Linked DNA regions of Sus scrofa: region 2 is linked to region 1. A link is a contact called in public HiChIP or PLAC-seq data. All regions are on one chromosome and are shown on one strand. Each heading gives the region's core, a stretch centred on a gene start, on an enhancer-like site or on the middle of the called end of the contact. The rest is flanking DNA. Distances are from core to core; before and after follow the strand shown.

What was found. HiChIP or PLAC-seq counts read pairs in DNA pulled down with a chosen protein or histone mark.
Region 2: an H3K27ac HiChIP or PLAC-seq map of alveolar macrophages shows a contact between it and region 1. The contact joins two enhancer-like sites. A contact is called at or near these places in 2 of 47 Hi-C or Micro-C datasets (both in embryonic fibroblasts) and 2 of 2 datasets of contacts at active chromatin or transcription factors (alveolar macrophages and skeletal muscle).

The regions. Positions count from the first base shown.
Region 1 is chr2:90,984,868-90,988,960 of Sscrofa11.1, reverse strand. The region is part of intron 2 of LOC110259417 (a long non-coding RNA gene); the gene reads right to left. Among named protein-coding and RNA genes, the nearest start is that of ATP6AP1L, 310 kb to the right of the region's middle. Within about 2 kb of position 1,535, at least 8 of the 83 cell types and tissues checked have an H3K27ac peak or open chromatin away from gene starts, as enhancers often do. A contact at or near this core is called in alveolar macrophages, where this site is marked.
Region 2 is chr2:91,180,697-91,184,328 of Sscrofa11.1, reverse strand. No RefSeq gene overlaps it. Among named protein-coding and RNA genes, the nearest start is that of TMEM167A, 180 kb to the left of the region's middle. Within about 2 kb of position 1,283, at least 10 of the 83 cell types and tissues checked have an H3K27ac peak or open chromatin away from gene starts, as enhancers often do. A contact at or near this core is called in alveolar macrophages, where this site is marked.

The DNA of each region.
Region 1 (4,093 bases), core at 286-2,785:
CATGTATTACAAAATGGCAAGCCTATTATAGGTATACTATGTACATTATAACATAGGACAAGCTTGGCTAAGGAAATTTTTATTTGGTATGTCAGCATGTGCACCTTTTGGAGATCTGCTTATTGTTGTAGCTGTTTAGGCTTAGAAATAGATGTGAAATGTAGTCAGAAGGGCCTAGGAGTAAGAGTTGAAAGATCTATTACAAACTATATGTTTGCCAAGTTACAAAATCTCTCTTTGCTTCATTTTCATAATCTGAAAAAGGTATGAAGATCATTCAATGTCTTAATAATTACTTTTGGTCATAGTCATCACCTGTGAAAATGTTACTAACAATATGCCCTGCCTAGCTCACAGGACCAAAAGAGATGTTTAGGAAAGCACTTTATAATCTCTAAAGTATGACATAAATGCAACACAAGAGACTAACTGTGATTGTTAATTTTATGTGTTAACTTGATTGGGTATGGAGTACTCAGATATTTGGTTACACATTATTCTGGGAATGTTTGTTGAGGGTGGTTCTGGATGCATGACTGGAACAATCTGCAGATATTGAGATTTCTCAGCCTTTGTAATCCCATGAGTCAGTTGTCCTTTTAATAAATTAGGCAGATAAGATGATAGGTAGATCTCCTATTGGTTATTCTACTATATATCACATATATGTATATTTACATGTGTCATATGTATTTATCTCTCATTGATACTGTTTCACTAGACAACCACTAGCTAAGTAAAATATTTCTTAAACCTGTTAGTTGAATAAATCAAAAGAATTTCTAAGGAACAGGTGTATCAGTAAAACAGTTTCATCATAAAATCTATGCCCAGAGATCAGTCTGAAAATCTTCACCCTTCTCCACTATATCTAAAAATTAAGAAAAGGGCTGAAGGGCCTGAGACTATGTCTGGGACCATCTGAGCTTATGTCTGGGACCATCTATCTCCACTCAGCTGTCCTCTTCCTCCCTCAACTTCTTCGCAGTCACACCAAAGAAAAGCAAATGAGATTGCGTAGTTTAAAAAATGAGAAATCACAAAGCACTGTATTAGGCATAAATTAGCATTCTGAATCCAGTTTATCTCACTGTGATGATGGCTCATGTGTTTTCTGTTTCTTTGGAGAAAGTGTCTGTGTACCTGGTCATTGCCCCCTTCTCACAGTGGTGCTTGTTTTCCATTAACATGGGCTGTAATAATTGTATGCTATTCATTGTCTTCACAGGCTTTGGTTGTTATTATTGTCCTTAAATCTTATCTAGATTAAGCATTTAAGACATTAAATGCCCATAGGGAAAATTTAAATAAGGAAATATCAGCAGAGGCATGATCTCCATCATTGATAATGAAACATAGCCTCAATTTGATCTGCTTGCAGGACTACATTTCTATAATGGTTCTTGTCAAACACAATAGACTAAATGGGAAGGGGAAAAAAAGGTCTGGGTTAGTCTGCCCTCTAGTGTAGTTTACTGGTTCCTAAAATAAACTAGAGGAACGTGTCCTGGAAGCTGATGGAGCAATCCTGTCCGGATGGCAAGTTGCCATTTTCGCAGGCACCAGATTGTCACAGCTCCCTCCTCTTCAGGAGCTACAGACTTTTCTAGCATTAGGTCACCTTTCTAACCTAGTTTTCAAAAGAAATGCATATGAACCACACCCTCCTGGACCTGAGCCTGCTTCAAGTCAGCATTACACAGATGTCCTTGACCAGAGTTTTTGCCATTTGCTACCATTTCAGAACAGGGGTGCAAATAAATAAAAAGACACATTTCTGAGTTCTGAAATGAAGGCTTTAGAATTGGCTTCTGAGGTGGAGATATTTGGTCTAAGCACTGTTATTAGTGTGAGCTAATCTCTCTGGGACAGTCTGGGCTGTCTATAGAATAAAGCACTCTTAGTCCTTAGCAGTTCTCTGAACGTGAGTTTGCTGCAGTATGGATTCCATGCTGGACTCTGTGGGCCATGTTAGCAGCAAGGAAACATCTTTGTGTTCTCTGTTTTATATCTTCCTGTGATTTCTGCTTTAGAGTTGGGAACTCAAATGCCCTGGAGGAAAGTTTTTGAAAAATCTGTAGCTTATACTCAACCACATTAATACTCCATTGCTTTTTTAAAAGTAAGTCTATTTCTTGCAACTTCTATACTTGTATAGGTCTGAAAGCTTTCCTGTGATACATCAATTTCTACATTATTTAGAACAAATAAATATAATATTATCTTTAAAAAGTCAAGGTCCCATCATACATATTTACCTGGAAAATTCAAATTACTTAGTTAATCACAATCTGTACTTCCTTGCTCTGTCCACACTCTTACTCCATGTTCCAAAGATATTTGCATAGGTAGCAATATTTTGTTTCCAGGTACTCCCTAGTTACTACCAATTCCAGGAAATAGCAGGTCCTGATGTCCACAAATAAAAGACATAAAGCAAATACCCTTTATATGTAAATTATACACACACACACATAAACATTCTAAAATCCACAAGACATAGAATTTCTCATTTACATTTCTGTTGTCATAGCTGGCAGTTCACTTGGGCTAATGATGAACCAACAGCACAGACCCCAATTGCACCATCACACACTGCCTAATATCTTATTGGTTTCCTTAAACCATCAAGTTGAGTTCCTTCACAGTAGAAGTGAAAATACAACTTTGATTTATTTTCTACTTATTCGTCTTGACAATGAGACAATCAAAGGCTCTTAGGCTATACCATTACATTTTAAGATGAATGAAGAAGAATTAAAGAGGAGAGGCAATGTGAAAAACAGAGCACTAAGAAACAAGAGACCTGGATTCTTATTGTGTTCTGTCACTAGCTAGCCTGTTCACTTGAGTAACTTCTCTACTCTGGAGTCTTCTTTTCCTCCTCTGTGATGGGTGAGCTGGACCTAGATGAAACTGGAGGTATCTGAACTTTCATCACCAAACTGCCTGTTCTAATCCCATCTGTGCCTTCACATCCACATCTGTTTTTCAATGTGTTTCAGACTAAAAATATAACAGATCTAAGTTTACCAATCCAGGGACAGTGTTGCCCAAATACCATGTTCTTGCTGATGCTGGTTCTCAGTCTGATCCACACCCACGGCATGTTTGCCATTTGCTGTACTGATTTCCCAGCTTGTTTTCTTTGCCCAAGTCTCTGAAAGACATTATGAGCTTAATCATTGTCATAAAGAGAAGATGAAGGCTCTCTGATTAGCATTTTGCATATTTTTTCCCTTAGAATTTCAAGAGCGCATAAAACCCACTTGCTCCCTATCAGCATTTCCCCTCATCCCTTTAGTTTGCTGACATGTGATTTGAGTCATTTTCAGAAATCTGAAACCTGTTAGAGATCACAGATGCCAAGATCTGCACGACTGCTATAGTTTTGGCAGAATCTGCTTTTTTAAGACAACAAAGGCAATAAATAGAAAGCTGCTTTTCTCTTACTCTATTCTTTTCCAAAAGAAAAAAAAAAAGTCTTTGCGGATGCATGGCGTTTAATACGATTTCTAGACCATCTTGGTTCAGACTGTTTTTGTCCTTACTTTTTACTCAAAATAGCATTTGGGCTTTTCATCTTGAGAACTGCAAGTTTATTCCTCTTAAGAACAAGCTTCACATTCTCTTTAATGTCTGTGAGTCTCTTTAATAAAACTAATCATCTGAGTGCCTATGGTTGGCAGCAGTAAATATCTGTTTCTGCCAATATGAACAAGTATTTGACTAATTTGAACCCTAACTTTGGCCAAGCCTCTTAGTCTTCATGCCATTTAAGTCAGCTTATAAAGAGGCCCCCCTCCTGCAAAAAAAAAAAAAAAAAAAAAAAAGTACCAAAGAGATATAATTTTATAAATAAGCATGGTAGGTGAAAAGAAAAAGATGTGACATTTGACTTAAGGCTAGTGGAAAAGGAGGCATTTGAAGCCTTCAAGACTGGGTATAATTTTAATGGAGGGAAATGGGAGACAGAAGTGAGGCAGGAATATTCAGGCAAATGAGAGGGGATAAGAAAGGGGCAGACATGTTGAAGAGCCACAAGTTCAGTTTTGTCACAATGTGTGCTAACACCTGAGAGGTGGCCTTGGAA
Region 2 (3,632 bases), core at 34-2,533, 200 kb before region 1:
CATCAGCGCTTAATAAATGCTAATCGGAGTGAGAATTAGAATATGAAAATGTTTTGTTGTGTCCTCCTAAGGGAATATGTTGGGAACATGCAAGCACATACAGAGCTATTCAGAATTCTTCAAATAAGCTCATGATCCAGTCAACTGCTCATTGTTACCATCTGTGCATTCACTCCTTCAAATATAATCATTTGCCATAAGCGTGTATGACTTAGATACCACAAAAAATAAAAGAGCAGTTTTAAGTCCCAAACTCAAAACTGGGCAATTTAGTTGTTAAAACTATTATTCAACTGATAGTTGCTTTTCATTCAGGCGCCCAACTGAGAGAGGAGGCCCACAGTATAATTCACTAGAAGAAGTTCCCCTTCAAAATTTATTAGTGGAAATTTAGGACATTGCTTGAAGTTATTTTATAAAATTCCGGCATGCTTTCTTTCTTTTTTTTAAAAGAACTTTTTATTTATTATTATTTATTTATTTTTTGTCTTTTGAGGGACGTACCCGCAGCATATGGAGGTTCCCAGACTAGGGGTCTAATCAGACGTGTAATTGCTGGCCTGTGCCAGAGCCACAACAACTCGGGATCCGAGCCGCCTCTGCGACCCACACCATAGCTCATGGCAACGCTGGATCCTTAACCCACTGAGCGAGGCCAGGGATCGAACCTGCAACCTCGAGGTTCCTAGTTGGATTCGTTAACCACTGCGCCACGCCACGATGGGAAGTCCAATTCTGGCATGCTTTCTAACTCCATTTCTGGGAAGTTGTGCTATCTAGTAAACATAAACCAGCTTGAGGATTAATTTACTTATAGGAGGTGTGGGGGGGAGGTGGCTGTATTATTAGGTCCGCCCAGTAGGGCTTTTTGGTTTTCTTTTGTTTTTAAAACCAAGACTCTCTCTTCTTGAATAGTTCTGTGGGAAATGTGTTGCTTGGCAACCCCCCCACACACACATCCTCACCCTCTGCATGACTGGGGGCCATTTACTCTCAGAGAAACCACCAGGAGGAAGCTGCCTGTGAGGGAGATGAGCTGTCAGCAACACTGCACTCAGAGGACTGCCCTTGCAGAGAGCTGCAAGCAGACAAACCAGAACTCCAGAGCCCCTGGTCTCCTGGCTCATTTGAATTTGTCCTCTAGTCTGTTACATATTTTTTTCACACGTATAATCGTTTGTTTGCAGTCTGGAAATATAAAACCAGTCAAGAAACAGAGGCCAGAGTATTGGTAAGAAACTTCTAATCCACATTTAATATCTCACAATGTGTGTGGTAAGCAACTGAGTGATTTATCCTGTTCTCCTCTGTCTGCGTCTCAAGTTCTGTGTACTTCCCTTTGGATGGAAGTCATCTGTTGTTCTGCTCACAGCGTGTTAGGAGTGTTTGAAATTCAATGCGACTAGAGTGGAAACACCTTTTTCATTGTTTCTCTTTTCCTTGTGATTTTCTACTGATTTTCACCCAGAGATTAGGTTTAAAATAGCAAAGAGGAATAATTCTGGGGAAAAAAAAGAAGTTGAACAATGGAGGCAAACAGTGTGGGTTTATTGCGAAAGGGGAAAAATATCTTACAAGTATTGTCTCATCTGGTGGTCACAACAATCCACTGAAGACCCGTGTGTGTGTGTGTGTGTGTGTGTGTGTGTGTGTGTGTGTGTGTGTGTGTGTGTTGGGAGCAAGGTCCTATTATTATCTCCATTTTGCAGATTAGTACCTGCAACTCAGAGATGTAAAGTAACCTTCGAGGTCACACAGCTGGTGATTTTCAGGGCTAGGAATGAGGCCAGGCAATCTTAAATCACTATCCTGTACCGTATTGCTGAAATAGCTTTAAATTACTCAGTTCAGGGAAAGGGAAGTTGCCTACATCATTAATGCATGTCGATTATGCTCAGATGGTAAAATCGAAATAACTCAAATGATCTCTTGGAAAGATACTCACACTAAGAGAGCATCTGCCTGGTGTTCGTCTCCAAGAGAACGTGAATCAGTGAGAAGGTTAAAACATCCCTGCTTTGCTATTGTAACAGTACAACATGACATTATGGCATAATTCTGGGCCATCGGAATTTTCCCTGGATAATTATAAAGCTCTGCTTGTTCAGACAACCTGGGTTTATTGGTCCCTGGGAGGGAGACAAGAAAAAGGAGGGGAAAGGTTGCAGAGATGGTGTGAAAGGACCTTGGGGAAAGGGACCAATCAGAGCTGCTCTCCGTGCTGGTAGAAATGAGCCCTGCTCCTCTTTTGTTCCTGCTCCAAGTTATTTGGCATCCTTTTCTTCTCTCTTCTTGATTCTATTACACTCCCTTGGGGCAGAATGATAGTCACAACAGCCAATTAGGGGGACACTGAAGGAAGAAGGGTCCCCAGTGACAGCTCCTTCTCTGTCCACAGAGAAACAATCACCTCCCTGGAAGTGGTTGTAATTGCCCTGCTTCTTTCTTCTTTCCAGCCTCCCCATCCCTGCCCTCTCAATCAAGCTCCTTGGCCTAAAGCTAGTGAATTACAGGGACCAGAACAGCATGAATAGGCTCCATGCAGGTGGTTTGAATTAACTTGCAGGCAAACCCAAGCCTCCTTCTGGGATCAGCTAGCGTTCATCCCCAAGCCCCGCAAGCACCAGAGTGTTTCTCAAGGTGTGCACTTGGACCACCTGCATCAGGCTCACGTAGGAGCTGGTTAAAAAGGTAGATTCCTGGGAGCCTCTGAGTCAGAAGCTTTTAGGGTGAGGCTGGGAAAGCAGCATTTTTAAAAAGCACCCCTGGTAATTCTTGAATACATATAGTTTGAAAACCACTGCCCTACTACTTGCAAAATACTTTTACATAGATTGCCAGGCTCAAGTCCCAGATGCTCCAGAGGTTTGTTTCCTTATGCCCTTGTCTGTGCTGTTGCTGGTTTCCTCTGCAATCAGTCTAGCACCTCCAACCAGTGGGTCCTCTGTTAACAGGCCTGAGAAAACAAAGTCAATTTCCCTGCTAAAGGGGACAATGAAAGGAAAATCAAAAAACTTTAAAAAAATAAAAAGACCAGAAGTGAGTTACTCCTAGTGGAGGATGGAGACTTAGTCTCAGCCAAATCTTCTGCACAATGCCTGAAGCAAGACTGGGCTTGAAACTGGCTTTGTCTCTCTGCCTCAGTTTCCTCATCTATTAAATAGGGGTAGCAAAGTATTTAGCTCATAGGGTTGTTGTGAGGATTAAGCGAGTTAATATAGATACAGCGCTTAAAACAGCACCTGGATCAATCATAGCAGCTAGCTAGCCAAGGAGGCAGAGGATGGCATGTTGACAACCTACAATTCAATAAATCCATGAGTCTCCAACTTACAGTTCATAAAACTTAAATACTATTGTCATTTTTTGGATGCTTCAATAAAGATGTAAGAAAAAATATTAACAGAACTCACATAGAGGTTTCGCATCATTGGCACCAGTGATAGTTTAGGCCTGATACTAATTTCTCAAGGGTCCAGGGATTGTTTGGTGCATATTGGATTTTTTTCTTTTTTGACCAGCATCTATGTCCACTACCAGTACTAGCCTCCTAGCTTTGACAATCAGAAATACCTCCACATATTACCAAATGTCTCCTGGGGTGAGGGGCAAAATCACTCCTTGTTTATAAT